Linked DNA regions of Mus musculus: region 2 is linked to region 1. Evidence: chromatin contacts called from public promoter capture Hi-C data. All regions are on one chromosome and are shown on one strand. The core of a region is the stretch at or near the end of the contact, and the rest is flanking DNA. Distances in the headings are between cores, read along the strand shown.

Region 1 (4,751 bases), core at 766-3,265:
ATCCCCATGTCCAAATCTTTAAAATACTTCTCTTGTAGAATGTTGTGTACATTTTAGTAGGCTGCTTCGAGTCATTTCTGAAAGATGAAGGATAAATAATGCTATCAAATTCAAAACAGTCATGTTTATAGGGTGAGGCAGAAACTAACAAACCAACAAACAAAAAACATGGATGGCATTTTGAGAAATAAATGAGGGGTCTCAGGGCCAGGGTGAACTTAATAAAAATGCTTTGTTAAAACCTATTCTTTAAAACTGGAGGTGAGGGGCTGGTGAGATGGCTCAGGGGGTAAGAGCACATGACTGCTCTTCCAAAGGTCCGAAGTTCAAATCCCAGCAACCACATGGTGGCTCACAACCACCCGTAACATAAATCTTAAAAAAAATATTTAGAGTTATAAAAAAAAAACTGGAGGTGGGGGCAGACACCTGTAGTTCTAGCACTTGGACTGCAGAGGCAGGTGAATAGCTGAATTTGAAGCCTGGCTACACAGAGAAACCCTGTCTCAAAACACACACACACACACACACACACACCAAAAACCTGTTCTTTACTCTGTGCTCGTCTAAGGTCAGGATTGTTACCCTGTGCATACACACACTGTCTTCAAGCCACACAAGGGTGGAAAGTGGAGGAGAGGGAAACTCATATTTTAAAGTGATCACAAAATCGTGACTGCTGACACATGGAACTAATCTTTGTGTGATGGAGGGGAAACTTGTAACCCTCCACACAAATGAAAAGGCGATATTGTCAGTGAATATTTGTTGAGAATTTGATTGTGTGAGGGCTGTAGTAACTACTATGGAAATGGCCAGTGGTTTCATGCTCCCAGCTACTCCTGCCGATTGGATCAACACACCAGCTCTTACCAAGCACTGGTTCCACCTATCCAGTCTCTTATCACATCTTTTTTTATTTATTTATCTTGTCCTTGAAGCAAAGAACTTCAAGATTCTTTCAGGCTTCTTGTACTTTCAGAATATAGTCACAGATTTTGAATGTAGGAACAAAGAGCGAATGGAACGGTTTTTTTCCTCCCTGTGTGCCCATTCAGAGTTTTTTGGGTTAGCATTGTCTCTGTGGGAGCCAAATTATAAGAGTAATGTCGGAGTATGGGGTAGGGGTGGAGGGCTTCAAAGCAGAGATGAAAGTGTGGTGCAGTCTAGAGAGCTTCATAGTATGAGGGAGAGCTGGTGCCTAGAAAAAGTCATAAGAACTAGAAGGGCAGTGTGCTTCCTCCACGTACCTGTCTAAAATTTAAAGCCTGCTGAGTGAGAGGCTGGAAGAAACACTGGGTTGGCTCCCCAGGTCTCATTAAAAGGGCACGAAAAAGCCGGGCATGGTGGCGCACACCTTTAATCCCAGCACTTGGGAGGCAGAGGCAGGCAGATTTCTGAGTTCGAGGCCCAGCCTGGTCTACAAAGTGAGTTCCAGGATAGCCAGGGCTACACAGAGAGACCCTGTCTCGAAAAACCAAAAAAAAAAAAAAAAAAAAAAAAAAGGCACGAAAAGGAATTGCGAGGTTTCAGTTCCACCACTGAACCCCACCACTGGGCAAGCAGTTTTGTTTCCCATCGGTTTCTGCTCATAAATTACCACTGGCAGAAACACGAAAAAATAAAAGTGTCATTACTTTACTTTTTATTTATTTATTTATTTAGCATCTAGAATTTGGACTGTTTTCAAGAGGGACTTTGGGGTATCCTTTTTCAAGAGAGACACTCGATCTGGCGAGAGAGGGGCGGCCAAGGTGAAGGCCACGGTAGGTGATTAGGGAACCTCTGAGGTGTCTTAGACTTAAAGCAGTAAAATATGCTTGCAGGGGAAAAGAGGTCTCTTTGAGAGGCGGGCTCATAGCTTGCTCTCAAGCCAAGCTCTGATAGGCCAATAAGAAAGTCTAACGAAAGAGGGGACGTGACGTGACGTGACCCAGCCAGGCTTCGGCACCATGGTAACGGCATCACCCATAAGAAGGAGCTAGTGGTACAGCCCGGAGGAAAAGGCGTGGTCTAAGCGACGGATGGAGGCGGGCTGGTGACATGGGCGGAGCGCGAAAATCGGCCTGTGGTCTTAGGCGCAAGGGTGATCGCATGCCGCTGTTCGAGATCAAAGGCCTGGGCAAGTCACTTGTGGCTGTTCTCAGGGTCTCCTCAGCGGTCTCCCTGTAGAGCTGCGGTCGAAAGCCGGAGCCGGAGCCGGAGCGAGCCAGAGCCGGATTGAGCCGGAACCGGAGCTACCGGAGGGCGGGACTTCCGGTTTCTGGGCCCAAGACAGAGGGCGGGTCAGGAGTCAAGGTCTCGCGAGGCTGCGGCGTGAGGTAAGGGGGCGTAAGCAAGCTCCTCATAGGCTGGCAGCCTCGTGCCGGGAGCCCGCGCGGAGGTTGAATTCGGTAAGGATGGGCGACTGTGTGTGACCGCGGCCGCGGGGTCGCAGGGCCTGTCTGTGGGGACAAGGACTACCCCTTTGGCCTTTACACGCACTGTCTTGAGGTACCTTGGTCCGGGGAGACCCGAAAGATGTAGGTCCGAGAGTATAACGGAGGGGCTACTCGAGCTTCCCCCAGGAACCGGCTTCCCAGGGCGCTCTCGTCAGTACAGGGTCACTAACTAACCCCTGGGGATTGGATCCGGTTTGGAGATGGGGCGACTGCATTTCTAGACACCGAGGCTGAAGACGCTGGAACTCATCCGGATTGGGGGGGGGGGGGACGGATAACGCCACCCTCCAGGGTGGGCATTGGTAGCACAGTAGTGTCGGGAACACAAGTCTGACCCGTCTCCACTTCTCAAGTTCTTAACATCTTTTTTTTTTTTTTCTTTTGTGCCCTACTCCAGATCGAGAGACCAGGAACTTCAAAATAGTGCCTGGGATCCGGATGACAGCAGGCATTAAGGGCTGGCTACTGGACTGAAGCTGCTGGAAACTTGTAAGTATAACTCCACCTCGTTTGTCTTTTCCTGAAAAAGCTTGAGAAATAATTTGAATGTGTACACCTTAGTTTGAATAATCTCTTCTGAAAACCACGGTTGCTTTTTCTCCTGCTTTCTGGACTGTAAGTCTGCCAATCTCCCCTTTGCTATCCAAAAGTTTGGTTGGCATGTGTGTGCCCGAAGAACTGTGAGCATGACTAGTATGCACAACAAAGCTTTTCTTTTTGAAACTTTAAGCATGCTGAAGTTATGCAGAAACGGAGAGAGAGTTGCAACCAGTGTCAACTATCTCAGAGTCTAGTGTGGCCTGTTTGAGGTCGTCTTTTTTTGATAAGGCAGGTCTCTATACTTCTGTTTATTTCTGTGGATCTCAACCTGTCCAGAGGTTAGATTTTTAACATTTTCAAGCAGTTCAGGGTTAATTCTAGCTGGATGGTGTGTAAGTGTGTGCCTTGCTGTGAACATGGAAAATGGAGTGAATTAGAAGATGGTTTTTCTCACATCCCTCTCTAGTCCTTTCCTGTAAGTTATGTCTGTTGAGGTCTCCTGCCGTAACATAGCTGTAGACATTTTGTTCCATGCCTGCCAGCTATTTCATATTGTTGCAGTAATATGGGTACCAGTCATTAACACAGAAAAATAACTTGACTCAAAGCAGGGTCATGCTGACCACATACCTTGTTATGTTCCGAGGTTATGACGTTTGTTAATCTTAAGAAATTCCACAACTATAAGCTTCACCAGTAGGACCTATCAAATTAAAGAACTGTTATGTGACTTCCAACATTGGCATATGAGCTCATTGTGGTTTTAGTTGTTTTAGCCTTTATAAGCTGGCCCTGAGAAATGTTTGGGGTCATAGTTCCCAAAGTCTGAGCTGTGTCAGTCAGTCCTACGGTGTGTTGTTTAATAAACCATCCCTGTTTGACTGAGGTTGGTGTTCATGTGGTTTGTGGGGTGACTCCTGAATCCCAACAATATCCAGGTCCTGATAATGCCAGGCAGAAGGGAGTAATTATAATAGGAGATAATAATTTTAGTTTTAACTATGGGTATGTGTGTAGGCTTCTGCATGAGTCCACTAAAGTAGAAAGAGGCTGCTGGGTCACCTGGAGCTCGAGTCACAGGCAGGTAGGAGCAGCCTGCCATGGCACTGAGACTGGAACTCACTCAGGTCCTCTGGAAGAGCCTTTGACCATGGAGCCACCTCAGCTCCAGGACTTAATTATTCTCCATTGTGTGCATCTTCCTGAGCCCTGTAGCTATTAAAGGGCATTTCTGACCTCTCAATAGCACCTTCCCCCAAATGATCACACTAAAATGGGTCTCAAGACATGTCCAGACCTCCCCTGATCACATTCAAAAGGGTCTCAAGACATGTCCAGACCTCCCCTGAGAAGGATGATGTTGTTAGAAAACCACGGAGACAAGACTTGTGTATATGTGATCTTGATGAGTTTAATGAAATGTCTAATATCTTTTAAATGATTAATATGTATCCACTATTGACAATGAATTAGTGTTTTTGAACATTACTTTGCTCTAAGGGTTTCTCAACTTCTTTGCAGTTTATTAATTCATGTAGGAGAGGAAACTCATTACTAGTGCTAGGTTAGTTCCACCCGAGGCTTGAAAGTGCATCATGAACACACTGCCACTGGCAGTTTCTTTTCTCCAGCATTGATTGTAGTTTCACTGAAAGGAATTAGCCCTGACCAAAATACATTCCTGGCTGCTGGTTATGCCTACACCCTCCCTCGCCTGGTTATTCAGAACACTCGCACTTGATGTGCTTAGGCTTAAAAGGTCATGTTCAT
Region 2 (4,751 bases), core at 1,658-4,157, 190 kb before region 1:
CCTAGTATTCCAATAAAGACCTTCTCTGATGTTGGAAAACATCTAGAGGTACAGTCTCTGAGTTCCCTTATGCTCTCCCCCCACATACACACACGAAGGTGCATAGAGCTGGACCTCGGTGCACAAATACAAATCCTTTATTCTGTGTGATTAGACAGAGAGCTGACCCATGTGCAGCCAATCAGGTTGCTTTTCCTAGGAATCTGATGCTGAGATGCATAGTTACCCATGCACTGAAGCATGAGCATGTAAGCAAGGATGGAGAGGATATGCACTGGGCACATCTGAGGATATGCATGCTGTGGCTGACAGCCAGCATGCTTCTCAGCTCAAGCCAGTACATGGATATGTACAGAAGACCAGTCACATCTCCCAGAGCTGCACCTGCTACCCAGAACCTAATTATCTGCATACTAGAAACCTCCTTTAGGCTGGTGTTGATCCACACGGGGCCCCAGTTGTGGAGTTCCATGTTTCTCCCACTGGAATAACACAGGGAAGCTTGAGACCAGCTTGGCCTTCTCTCTCCAAATCCCCATTCAATATCCCACTAGTCGCTTTAGAAAGGAAAACTCAAAGTGGGATGTACTCATCCACCCTGCGTACCTCGGGTCTGCCAATGCTTCTGCGCACACGTGCTCCTACCCCCTCTGACTGCTCCCGGCTGAGCACTGAGAGAGTAACCTTTTTAGAGGATGCCATTTTGAAGTTTATAAAGAAAGTTCTGATGTTGAGCTGTAGAAGATGGAAAGAAAGAAGAAAGACAATAAACAACAAAAGAAATCACAATGGAGGAAATATCTACAGATTATAAACTAAGGATATTAACATTAGACTTGCTCCAAATCTTTATAGTGGCAATTTACTGAATACTGACTATGATCATGGCCTAGATTAGGTGATTTTTAGAAACACAGCTATGGTGTGCATGTATTAGTATTTACGAGGTACCTAGAACCCTATTATTAGCAGTTACCTCTTAGAATCCTGCAGTCATCTTGTCCAAAAGTTCACAATAGCAACTCTTTGGAAGAACTCAGCAGGGATATCTAAAGAACATTTTCTACGCTTCCCTTCAGTGGCAGGCATACTTGACCTCCTCACACCGTGCACACACCCTTCAATGGCTACCCCACGACATGCGGTGGAAGATGGAAGTGGGAGCTCTTTTGGTGATACTGGAAGCAAATGGAAAACACTAGGGGTATGTGACTCTCACCAGAATATGATGATGCTGGCATGGAAGGAAATCTGCAAGGGCCACTGAATTCAAATACTCATCTATCTCTAAAGTCCGTGGCCATTTTTAAAAATTCATCTCTTAATAATATTAAGCATGTTTACAATGCGGGTTTTTTTAATCATAGCAACCCTTTGTTCCCCTTCCAACTCCTTTCAGACCCCTGCTCCACATCTCACTCCCAATGTAATCTTGTATTTTCCATAGCCTACTGAGACTAAGTGATGCCCATTCTTATACGAATGGGTGTTGGGTCATCTACTGAAGCATGGGCATCCTAATAGGGGTCAGTTCCTTAAAGAGAACTGACACTTCCTACCCCAGCAGCCTCCAACTGCCCAAGTTCCTCAGTTAGGGGTGGTACTTCGTGGAACCTTCTCCCATCTGTGTTGGTATTCTTACTGGCTGACTTAATTTTATGTAGATCTTGTGCAGGTAATTTTTTAGGCAAGAAATCTTTGAACTTCTTAATAAAGTCCTCTAAAGCACAGACAAACCATTTATGAAGTACCCCAGGCAATGGAACCGATGATTCAGGAACAACACATATACTACATTTATTATTCAAAAGTGTTCCATTATTGATTGAAGTCTAAGTCCTAACCAAGGAAATATCACACAACAAATACAATCACCCCCCCCCACACACACACACACACACACTTCTAACTTCAGGTGTTTGCAGACAAGTAATTCCAAGCCCCAGATCTGATCACCATATGAACTCTAACCAATCCTTCAAAGATTCCTTAAACTAAGAGAAGCACTTTAATAACAGGCAGATTCTGGAACTGGACACCTCAGATTTACATCTCAGTTTTGCCACATTCCAGGCTGCTTTCATTTGGGATGCTGTGTGTCTCAGCTTTTCCATCTATACAATGGGATTAAGAAGCGTCTGCCTCAAAGGATGTAAATAGGGCTGTAAGAAAGTGAGCTGCTGTTCTTTATAGGGACTCAACATAGAAGCACCCTTCAGTTTGTGAAGGCAGATCCTAAAACGGATCCTCTCTAGCAGGCAAACAACATGCATCTATTGGGCCATGAAATGTGGGAGACAGAAATGAACTTCTGAGTCCAGCCCCGTAATCATCCACACATAAGCGACTAGTAAGTAGTTTTGCCTCCACCTAATTTTTCTGGCTTCTTCCAGACTCCCACATTTAGGCCCTATACACAGGAACAAGGATAAAGCAGTTAACTAATTGCAGTGTGTTGCCAAGAGAAAAACCAAGCTATCATCTCAAATCGTGGTGGCTATTTAAGCATTTCCCTCCCTCAGCTCCCCTCCGAGCCCCAGTAGTGAGCTGGGAAAGACAGCATCATGAAAACTGGTCGGAGCATTCCTCCCACCCCCAACACACACACACACACATACACACACCACTCTCACGAGGGCTGAGTTCCCCAGGCCACTCACTGGGCAGTAGCGCAGGCCCAGGAGGGAGGCCACAGTCGGAGGTGCCTAGACTCCACAGCGGCAGGGACACAGCAAAGGGAGGACAGGTTTGCGGAGCGCCAGCCGTCAGTCAGCGTGACTCAGCGCTTTGTTGCGGGCCTCCAGAAGGCGGGAGTCTCTAGGTCTCAGGGGCCTTGGACCGGGGGACACACCCTTTATTTACCCTGGGTTTGGATTCTCTGACTCCGCCCCATGGCTCTCTGGATCTGCCTTTTGAAAGTCGGTCCAAAGAGTGATGCGCACCCCGGCCTCTTGGGGGCGCGCTGCCCGCCTCCCAGGAATGTATGGGACACTCAAGTGCTCTGCAGCCCCTTAGAATCTCTTGGAAAACCTGTCCTCACTCAAGTCATCTTGTCACCCAACGCTTCGTATGAGCAAGAATGTTTTCTAACCACTTGTCCCGTTTGGGGGAGTGACTCAGCCTCTCTATGCATTATCCCCAGTGAAATGAGCGTGGTAAAGCTGACAGGACCAAGACTGTAAGGCTGTAATGAGAATGAAATGAGCATGTCTCCGCATAGGTACTACACAGTTATCTCTCATAAATAAATACGCTTCTTGCTGTTTGCCAATGAGAATGGGGCAGAGGCAGAGCAGATGTAAGAACCAAAGAATCTCTGTTCCTGCTGAAAGAGAAGGCACACTCTAATAGGGAATCATAGAAGGGCTTGAGTTTTGTTGGGCTTCAAGAGCAGGCCTTAGAGAGTTAGCCTCAGGAGGTGAGGGTTTGTCCACAGCCAGGAAGCAATCTAGTTTTCCTAGGACTTTTAATCAGAAGACAGGCTACCATACGCAATGTTCTTTAGATACCCGGAAGTTCATTGTCTTTTCTTGGAAAAAGAGTGAAAGTGATGCCTCTTTAAAAAAAACAAAACAAAAACAAAACTACGAGCCTGGGAAACTGAAAAGGAATAAACAGTAAATGTCTTTTTACTTTCCAGCTCTGTGGGTCTTCCGTGGAGACTGCTCCCATTTGCTTTTGTAGCCAGAAACAGCCAGAGACAACGCCTGCTGAGTGTGGTGGCTGTGTTTTAATAAAAATTTGATTTTGGATAATGAAATTAGAATTCATAAGATTATGTTTTGAATTCGTACAATTCTCAGCTGTCATGAAAGTCTTCTTTTGACTTTATATTTCAGCTGGTTTTTGGGGGGCATGGTTCCCCATATCCCCGGCTGGTCTTACCTCCCTAGAGAGCCTAGGATAACCTTGAACTTCTGACTTTCCTTCCCACAGTTCCCAAGTGTTAGGGTTACAGTGAAGCATTCACCAGCGTGCCCAGTTTTACATGGTGCTGGAGACTGAACCCGGGGCTTTGTGTATTCTAGGCAAGCAATCTACCAACTGAGCTAGATCCCCAAGCTCTTCAACCTCAAGATGTGAAAAGGCATTCTTACCTTTCAGACTACAGATTTCTGCTGTAGAAGAATGGGGAAGTGGAAGAACAAAGACTTTTCCTTGGTGCTCAATTGGGCAGAACACACTAAAAATGGGAACAGTAGAGAGGAAAATATCATGGCCTTTGTACAAGGATGACATGCAAATTCATAAAGTTGCACTCTCCCCTCCCTGCCTCAATTCATGGCCACACTTGGGTGTATATAGTCTTTTCTTGAAATGGCTATCTGTCTTCCTTAATGCCGATACCCAAATCTATATTAAAACGCATTCACAATAAATTCTGTTTTTTAACTCTTTTCCCTGAGCTTTTCATATCAGTGGGGTTCAAACTGACTCTGCCTACCTTCAGCAATTCAAGACTAACAGATTATGCATGCAAACTTCAAACTGCTGTGGACTAATAAGGTATTGGTACTTCCCATCTGTAATTATTTCTGAAATAGTTTCCACATAAAACAGAAGTATGAACACCCTGGCTGGCACATTACAGACCATATAAATAAACTGTCTTGTATTTCCTCAACCAGTCCAACGTTCAACCAGGTGCTGGGGCTTGGACTGCAAGCTTTGCCTTCACACTCTTTCAACACAAAAGCCTGTGGATTCAGAGAGTTCAGCGCATCCAAACCTTCCCATTTTGAAGGCCTCTA

The links. Promoter capture Hi-C pulls out the DNA fragments that hold promoters and counts their contacts.
Region 2: a contact with region 1 is called in a promoter capture Hi-C map of erythroid cells, with 7 times the contacts expected there. The contact joins the promoter of Pir here to the promoter of Siah1b in region 1. A contact is called at or near these places in 3 of 39 promoter capture datasets (erythroid cells and liver), 7 of 484 Hi-C or Micro-C datasets (embryonic stem cells, nephron progenitors, reprogramming fibroblasts and 2 more), 1 of 115 datasets of contacts at active chromatin or transcription factors (trophoblast stem cells) and 3 of 9 other capture datasets (adipose tissue, liver and pancreatic islet).

Annotation. Positions count from the first base shown.
Region 1 is chrX:164,073,757-164,078,507 of GRCm38.p6, reverse strand. It overlaps Siah1b (siah E3 ubiquitin protein ligase 1B), which reads left to right and starts at 2,015. Exons shown (of 4, transcript NM_001308385.1): 1 at 2,015-2,321; 2 at 2,839-2,930.
Region 2 is chrX:164,267,587-164,272,337 of GRCm38.p6, reverse strand. It overlaps Pir (pirin), which reads right to left and starts at 2,907. Exons shown (of 10, transcript NM_027153.3): 1 at 2,661-2,907; 2 at 607-735. The coding sequence starts at 702.